Regions from separate parts of the Drosophila melanogaster genome. Here region 1 is linked to region 2. A link is a contact called in public Hi-C data. All regions are on one chromosome and are shown on one strand. The core of a region is the stretch at or near the end of the contact, and the rest is flanking DNA. Distances in the headings are between cores, read along the strand shown. Region 1 holds the start of MtnD (Metallothionein D). Region 2 overlaps Gfrl (Glial cell line-derived neurotrophic family receptor-like).

Region 1 (4,377 bases), core at 1,868-4,367, 89 kb before region 2:
TGCCATCTTATTAAACTTTTCAGCCACAACTCGATCAAATTTGTAAGACATTTGCAAAAATTAAAAAAAAAGTGCCCTCTAACCTTTATCTTTACCCTTTTCTTATTTCGCTTTGAACGCAGCTTGCAGAATAGCACCATCATGCACCTATAAATCTGATCTTAACCAATCAGTTTCAGATTGAAAAAGATAAACTAATACAATTGACAAGTGTTTAAAACTGCTAATTGCTACACTAGATATAAAATACTCCTGTGTGGCCCTTTGTAAGGGTTGTTGTTCGATTACTTGCATGTTCGTTGCTGTTGTCACTTTTATTACGAACTTAATCTCAATTTAATGTTATTGTTATTATATTGAATGTTAAGTGAAACTTTCACTCTCAATTGCTGGGGATTAGCTTCCATTAAAGCTTGCGCAACATTTCCCAAGTACAAATTTGTAATAAGTTCAACATTTTTGTCATTTCATTCTTTTATACCCTCATCTAATGCATCCATCCCACCTTTTCCTTGGACCGCCTGCATGATTTTGATTTTAAAACTTTCGGTTCATTATTATTTATTAACGTTTTCTTTTCTAATTTTACACAACTTTGTTCGAAAACTCTTTTAGTGGTGACTTTGGAATGGCGGACTTCGATACGATTACAAACTTTGAGAACTTTTGAAACTATAACCACTATAGAAGCCTACGTATAAACGAAATCAGATAAACTCCTGAACGTGTGTCGCTATCTTGGAAGTCCGACGATGACGATTCCGCCACCTCAACGATTGCAACGATCTGGCGCATGACTCATTGTGCTAATCGAAAGTTTTATTTAATGTTATCTAGATGTAATTATTAGATTTGGGAATGCATCGTAGTGGAAGGTTTTGTTTGGTATGTATTTTATCTCTTGATATTTATTATTTCACCACCAAACACAATTAAGCGCACTAAGATTTTGCTAGGCCTTCGGGTCAGATCGAAAAAGAACGAAACAAGTTGTATTCAAATGTTAATAAGCAAGTGAATAGATACAAAAAAATATATATATTGTCACGAAGAGGTTTATTATGCTACGTACTAAATGTTCGCGATTGTCCAGTTAATTGTTAATCGTATTTTGAGCGTTATTCGTCGTTTTATGCTATATACAAACGTTATACACAAATAAACTAGAGAAAGGATATGGATTCCGGCACGGAAGTTAGCTGGTTTCAATGGTCATGGATCCGTTTGCTTTTTAAGACTAGCTAGAAGAGTTGAGACTTCTTTTAAGACTAGCTAGAAGAATTGAAACTTCGTACAGGGAACGAAACAAATTACGAATTTACATGCAGAATATCTATATATATTTATATACGTATATATGTACACAAGCGCTTTCTTGCCGCAGATGGTGAAACTATTTTTAAAAACCAACTTAGCTGCGTATTTTAAATGTTACTCGTGTACCTACTACTTGCGACTAAAAACTATTAAGAACTATTTTCGTAGGTTTTCGTTTATACATTTTATATTGAACTCTTACCTTTTTCCTTGCAGCTTTTTGTGAAACGCCAAAACACAAGAACAACATCAACATCAATAAGATCTAGCCGATCAATGCATGCAAATTGAGCACCTCAACACAAACACCTTCAGCTCACAGCCAGAACATTGTCTATATAATATATCGTGATTATGATTGTGTCTGACTTATGCAAAATTTAGAATTTCTGTGTTGTATAAACCTTTGGAATGTGTCCGCACGTTGTTTTATATTTTTATATATATCTTTTATATATGTATACATATGATTTCAATTTGTGCACTATGACGTGTTCGTCTGTGACAAAGCATTACGTTTAGATGATACTGACAAAATAATCGGTTTAGTTAGTGAGTAACTATTTGTTGAATCTAAATTTTTGATTTTGATTTTAATTTTATGGCCTAATTTTAAAACTTTGATATACAATTTAATTCGCGTGCTAAGCCTATGTTAAACGAAAGTGGAAAAACAATCAACGAGAGCAGCAACGCAGGGATTGATTGCTTTAATTTTAGTTATAATCTAAGTAAGATTGAATTGCTTTATGTAACCCCATCCTTTATTGGCTTCCAATGCTGAAAATGCGCAAAAATTTGAACTAATCAATGTATATTTTTTTGAAACTTGTTTGTTTGAGTCATCAGGGCAGAGTTTGCAATGCATTTCAAATGCGCCACATGCGATTGCCTTTTTAGTCAGCTATTAGAGACACGAGGACCATATTACGTTTGTTTGAGAGATCGTAAACATAATCATTTATGTATGTAAACAACAACAATAACACAATACTACACTTAGCTTTGTACGTGAACCTTAAGAATTTTATAAGACTTAAGTACACCCCAAATAAATATACAATTCAATAAACTTGAAACACTTAAATGCGAACGGGAGCGGATTTCCTTTTGTGTACTCACAATTTGCGAAATCAAATGTAATACTGTGTACGTAATGTTTTAATGTTTAATTGTGAAAGCTATTGCACACACACACATTCCCCAAAAACTATAAACAAACAGCACAAAACACACAAATACACACGAGAGAAGCTCGCCAAAAACAATGTTGATATTTGGATACTATTATTTGATTGTCCTGTTCTCACGGTGTACTTGAACTAAATGTGTACATTGTGTAAGTGTTTTAAATGTAATTTCGAACGCTAATTGGGTGTGCAATTTCTAAAGCTAATGTGGGAAATAACTAAAGAACTATTCTTGTCAAAATGGCCAATAAAGATTTGATTTTAAACATTAGTTTCAATTGATTGTGTATTTTATTTCGTTGTCATGCCAAAGGGTCTTTCATCACACAGATGAGCTCGAGATGGGTCCTGTATCTAGTTTTTGGTGGAGCAGCACTTGTCCTTGGGTCCGTTCTAGCAGGAGCACTGGCACTGCTGGCTGCAGGCGCAGTTGTCACCGCACTTGGTGGCGGAGCACTGGCAGTCTGAGGATTAAGTAGGGAAGTTAGCAACCGCACTTGTTTAACTAGTATGATTACTAGTACACTCACTTGTTCCACAAGCCTTGCAACCCATTTTGTGTTAAAATATTTTGTTGTTGATTATATTAAAATAAACTTGATTCACTTAGCCGTTAGCTAGCACTGTTTGATGACTGTCGACTGGCGGTCCAGCATTCTTATAGAGCTTTCACTGCTTTGCGCACCAAAAAAATCAATTCCTGTTATCAGGGCGTGTGCAAATCGCTTTATCATCGCCGGGCAGAAAAATGCTTTTGCGCACGCCGATCGACTTGCACACGGCTTTCTTATCTTATCGGGCAGAACGGCCCACAGTTTCGATTGGACTGGATCGGGTATAAAGAGGAGGATTTCCCAACCAGAAGGCATCAGCAAGTTCAACAAGCTTCTAAGACTCGGAATTACCGCAGTAAATAAACAAAAAACAAATCAACAAGATGCCTTGCAAGGGATGTGGAAACAGTGAGTACCAGTCACCCCAAGTGGGAAAACTTATATTTTATAAAGTAATACTAATAGAATGAACTCTCCACCTCTACTAGACTGCCAGTGCTCAGCCGGAAAGTGCGGAGGTAACTGCGCCGGAAACAGCCAATGCCAATGCGCCGCCAAGACGGGAGCCAAGTGCTGCCAGGCCAAGTGATGGCCGGATCCATTTGGATTAGGTTAAATAGTCTCTAATAGTTGTTACAAACCCCTGCCTGACGCTGAATAAAACCCATTATAATGTTGTGCTTATCTTAATTTAATATTACTATTAATTATTGCGAAATGTTGCACTTTAAATCCTTTCAAAAATTGAAACAGAAAAGCTTCGTTATTGCAAATTGTTACCTTCTTAATCCAGGTCGTCATGCAGTTAACAGTGATTCACATTTTTTGGCAACAATATTGAATCCTTAACATTATAAATCGTATTATAAATTTATTGTGCCTGCTTCTAAAGTAGACTTTAGAGCTACTCATGCATAAAAGTAGAAAATAACTGAAAAAATGTTCAGGCATTTGTGACGGAAGTCTTCATTTCAGGCCCCACTTTGGGCATAAGTTTATAATCTACGGGGTTTATTTAATTTGCAGCGAAGCAAAACAGCTCGCTACCACTTTCTATGGCCCATTTAGCCAAGTGTGGTTAGTGTGGTTGGCTGTGGAGCAGGTGCGTTAGTTGAAGGGCCATCAGCCGACAGAGAAGGGGACTCGAGTCGCCGCAGTCTTTAAATGTGCAACTTGGAGGGGCCTCTGCTGGCAGTGGCGAGCAGCGAATGCATGTCTGAGTGCCACAGTCGTGTCCTTGCCACACTGCTCGGAGGAGTCCTCTAGGATGCGTGCTGTAAACAGGTTGAAATGGCAGGATGGCGCAGGCAAGTGGT
Region 2 (4,550 bases), core at 505-3,004:
CCCATTCAAGGGCTCTGTATTTTGTATTTATATCCTTTTGCTCCTGCTCCTGTTTCTTATCGCGCCAAGTAAAAGAAGTTCTCGGCTTTTAAATGCAGCTGTCGCAAGTTGGTGGCGCTTTAAACGTTCGCTGGCATTTCCGTTTCCGTTAAATCGCTCCTAAGCCAGTTTGTTAGTTTTACCTTGACATTTTATGCAGTTTTTCTCGGTGTTATATGTATGTATTTTTTCTAGCTACCTTTTGTGTGCCTTTGTTTTGCTTGTTACCTGCGCGCAATTTTTTCTAGGTACACAGAAAAAATAATCTTAAAGAGATTACGAGATTATGATACCACCTAACTTACATTTGGATGTATAAATAAATTTTCTCATAACTTAGGTCTAGCCAGTTTTCACTTTAGTGGAGTGTTAATAAATTTGTTAAGTTAAATAAATTAACTTACAAAAAAAAAAAAAAAGTTCAAAGAATATCGGTTTCTGACTTCATTCTTTGTGGTCAATCTGGGACATGCCATTATTTAGATACTTTTTGTTTCAGCTACATAAATTGTATTTATTTTGTGAACAACAAAAGAAGTACGCGAAGGTACGCAACTCCAAAGTGAATTATTTCGCCGTGTGTAGTGGCGATGGCAGCAGCTGCTTGTGGAACAACTTTAACATTATTTGCTTTGCTGCAACACTCCCCCGCACCCTGCTCAGCGATCCGTGGCCTTTGTTCGTCTCCGGACTCCTTTCACTTTGAGTTCCCCGCTGTCCGCACCCGAATCATGAATCATTTCTGCCGCTGCACCCACCAACTCCCATCAGCTCCTGCCGTCCTTTTGGCCACATCTAAGTGTTGTTTAATGCAGCTTTTCAACTCATTCGCTTTGACATACACGTGTGTGCCGTGTATGGTTCTGGGTTCCGGCTTCCACTTTCAACTTTCTACTTTTTATTTGCCAACCTTCCAACCTTGGTGCCTTTGCATGTAGCATCAGATTTGCTTATGCAAATGCGTCGCCGAGAAGGGGATTTGCCATTTGCACCGCTCGTCCTCGATCGAAATGTTTACGGTTTCTATTCGAAGAGGGCTGATGTCATAGCTTGTCGATGGCCAGTTTAAATAATTGCCACCGCAATAAATTATTAAATCAACAACAATTACTCACTGGCCGGCCAAAGGGAATCAATCAATGCTTGTGGGGGAGTCGAAAATCGAGTGAAATTAAGTGATGTGGAGTGGAGTGGATTCATAAGCTGACAAAATGCCAGCTCACTCCATGCACCGTAGGTGTATTATAACGAGTTTCATGACAGCAATTATGCGAGGTCGGCACCGCACTCCTCCGCACACACACAAACACACACTCCCGCACATATGAATACTTATTATTACGCATACGCAGTGGTGCCGGAGCAGGCTAATGTGTGGTTTGGGCGTTGCTTTTCGAGGGCTTTGTAATCGATATTACAATGGCATTGTGTTAGGGCCTCGATATGCTGGCAGTACAGGTATTTTTTCAGCCTTTTTATCGCTCCCTGCACCGCGTTCAATGGATCTGGGCGTATAATCGAAGGGTCGTGTTTGCCCGGGGGAGTTGACAATGCATGTTTAATGTACTTTGCCAGTAATTTGTTATTAATAATACATGAGCTGCATGTTGCTGCTCGCCGCCTGAGATTTTACCATATGCCAGTGCAATCGGCTTTGGCTTTAACTCTGGCTCCCACATGCAATCTATACGTATTGTAATATTTCGTTGCCTACTTTCCTGCGTTCCCCCTTTGATTTCACTTCGATTTCAGTTGAGTTCAATTCGTTTTGATTCCGTGTTACATGTCGGCAGTTTGCCATGTGCCAGCTGCCTGACAGCCAGATCACCCAGCCAGCTGCTGTTGGTACACTTTATGTCATTTTTTGATTTATGTGTGATTAGTATTGGCCGTCCTTCGTCTGTTCGGCTGTCAGTCGGAGCCCAGAATGGGGCAAGTGAGATTTTCCATTTGTCTGGCTCTCTTGCCAGTTGTCATTTCGTATGAATACATTACAAAATCCGAAGCCTGTCTCCGCTTCACCCGCTTTCAGCAGCTCTCGGTTGACTTTTTGTACCAGCACCAGTGCAGCTGTGGAAGTCGAGGTCGGATTCGGTTTCACTCCTTGAATTACACGCCTCGATGTTTCTGTAAAATGTGCAAATGAAGTCGCCGTAAGAAATTCCCAGGCTGACACACATGGAGCGAGAGATTTGAACAATATAAACAATGACAGGCCATAAAATATGCAAGCACCCTAAATACCTGCAAGGCCCTAGGTGGTTTCTGATTCAGTTTCAGTCCTTGTGAGTCCCTCGATTCTACCATCCTGGCATCCTTTCATCCTTCGACTGGGAACTGTGTTTGCTTGCCCAATTCCGATTGCTGATGTAAATGTCGGAATAAATAATATATACACTGTGCTGTGCCTTCAATTTCATAACGCAGCGCAGTTTCGTGACTTTAACGAGGCTTTAATTTCAGAGATTATGGATTTAATCCGCTTTTAATTACAGGCAATGTTACTGCTCTGCTGCTCCTGCTGCCGATGGTTGTGTATAATTAAAGTATCAAATGTGTTAATTGATTATGCAATTAGCGGACCGGGCGTGTTAGTTAATTAAGCGGCGATGAATAAATTTATGGTATTTATATATCCATCAATGGGCTCCACTTACAATCGCCATGATTGGAGAAGAGGTTTATTAAATTACGAATGCCCGCAATTGAGAGCACTTGAACTATTAGTTTATTTGCCGTAAGCATTCATTCATTCGCATTCAGATGGGAAACTCCTTGGGTTCCTCTTCCTGTTTCCTGCTTTCTCCTCTCTCGCTCCTCCTTTCTCCTCCTTCTCCGGGCTTCTTTCTTTTCGTTTTGCTGCTCTGCTCCGCTGTGCTCTCATTTATTCATACGTGCGCTTATTGCAATGTTCATTGCTTCATATTCATTATGGCAATGGAGCAATGTGCGTTCGCTTCTCCAGACAAGAGCACGTGTGTGTGTGTGTGTGTGTGTGTGTGTCCGATACGTTCGATAATCCAATAAATATTTATGAAGCACTTTATTGGAACAACACTGAATTACTTTATGGCAGACGTATGTATGCATGCCCGTTCATACGGTATACACACGTGTCTACTGCTGCCATATGCAGCAGATCCTGGAGCAAAATCGGCAGGAGCAGGACCAAAAAACTAACAACCAAGCAGCAGCTACATGCGAATCATGCGATTCATGCGGGCCAGGAGAACAGTCGGAGTGGAGAAACAAAAAAGGAACTATATATTCGGCATTTGGTGAAGTGCTGCTCGAGTTGCTGCTGCTCCTCCACATATTGCTCATACGCACCGGGGTGCGCTTTGATGCGGTCACTTTGGCCAGACGTAGCTTGTTGGCGTTTTGGTTTTTAATATTTTTAAGAGCCCGGTCTGTGTGCCCAACTGCCGTCCAACACTAATTGCCTCTCGTTCACCATAAATGAGTTCTTGTCGGTGTGTGCATGTGGCCAGCACTCATGTTTAAATTATAGACTGTCGACTCAAGTGATTTGGAGGTAAACTGCTGCTGCAGTTTGTTGACCCAATTAATCTGCCGAACACTAAGCACCTGGGCCAAGACGGTCTATATCTATGCACAGTTCGCATTGTTAACTTACCGTCAGGGGTGTGATTGTGTTGAAATGACGTTTGCTTTACGATCCCGCAAGTCCAGCGATATGCGTACAAATGGATATATACATTTATCCTGGAAATGACAGTTGTCGAATGATTTAGGTTTGCTTAGGCTAGGTCGCTGATAATATAATTTGAATCCATAAGTCACGCGAATTAATTTAAATCAAAACTAACCCATCGATTTTTACAGTTGGTGTCGAACGAACGGCTTTTGAAATAAAAATTGTCGACTCTATTTAATATTCTTTTAAGACCATTCGCAATTTAAACCAAAATTTTCTATACAAACCATTTGTTGTTGTTTCGGTTATGGTAAATAAATATCCCTGGTATTTATAGGATTTTCTATAAGTAAATAATTCTGCAAATTGGATAGTGACCTGCAAACAAGAAATCTAGTTTAATTATTGTTATTCACTTTATTGCGTATTAGCCTGGTATTATACCCGCTCTGTTATTTTACGGGGACAATAAGTAATTCTATTATTTTGACTGCAACTGTGGCGTTTTTTTTTTTGCGATTTCCCGCTGCTAAACAAATTTAAAGGCAAACACAAGTGAACGCACCAATGAATACGACAAAATCAATGCAAGTGCAAACATTAAATGGCAACACGACAATGACAAACAACAATAGCTCCAAATATGAATGATGTGATGCGGCTTGACAGGGGGCGTGGCTGCGGTGGGAGTTCTTTGGGTATGGGCTTCACCCAAACACCCCAGGCGGCGAGTTTAAAATTATTGACCAAATTTTCGGGCAAACATACCGCAAAAACGAGCACAAGAGCAAACTATGGGAACAATGCATAACTGGGTCAGTTTGACATGTCGTTGTCGCAGCAAGTCCTGACG

The links. Hi-C and Micro-C count contacts between places; a contact is called where the count stands out from the background.
Region 1: a Hi-C map of the Kc167 cell line shows a contact between it and region 2, with 2.0 times the contacts expected there. The contact joins the promoter of MtnD here to the enhancer-like site in region 2. A contact is called at or near these places in 12 of 107 Hi-C or Micro-C datasets (the Clone 8 cell line, the Kc167 cell line, the Ras3 cell line and 5 more).

The regions. Positions count from the first base shown.
Region 1 is chr3R:20,533,702-20,538,078 of dm6, reverse strand. It overlaps MtnD (Metallothionein D), which reads right to left and starts at 3,117. Exons shown (of 2, transcript NM_176518.2): 1 at 3,038-3,117; 2 at 2,778-2,971. The coding sequence starts at 3,062. The coding sequence ends at 2,862. MtnE (Metallothionein E) reads left to right here and starts at 3,375. Exons shown (of 2, transcript NM_001300498.1): 1 at 3,375-3,469; 2 at 3,550-4,058. The coding sequence starts at 3,445. The coding sequence ends at 3,650. Stat92E (Signal-transducer and activator of transcription protein at 92E) reads left to right here. Exons shown (of 8, transcript NM_001275828.1): 7 at 616-885; 8 at 1,534-2,756. The coding sequence ends at 670.
Region 2 is chr3R:20,443,460-20,448,009 of dm6, reverse strand. The region is part of intron 3 of Gfrl (Glial cell line-derived neurotrophic family receptor-like); the gene reads left to right. Among named protein-coding and RNA genes, the nearest start is that of eIF3g2, 37 kb to the right of the region's middle. Within about 2 kb of position 1,754, at least 2 of the 39 cell types and tissues checked have an H3K27ac peak or open chromatin away from gene starts, as enhancers often do. A contact at or near this core is called in the Kc167 cell line, where this site is marked.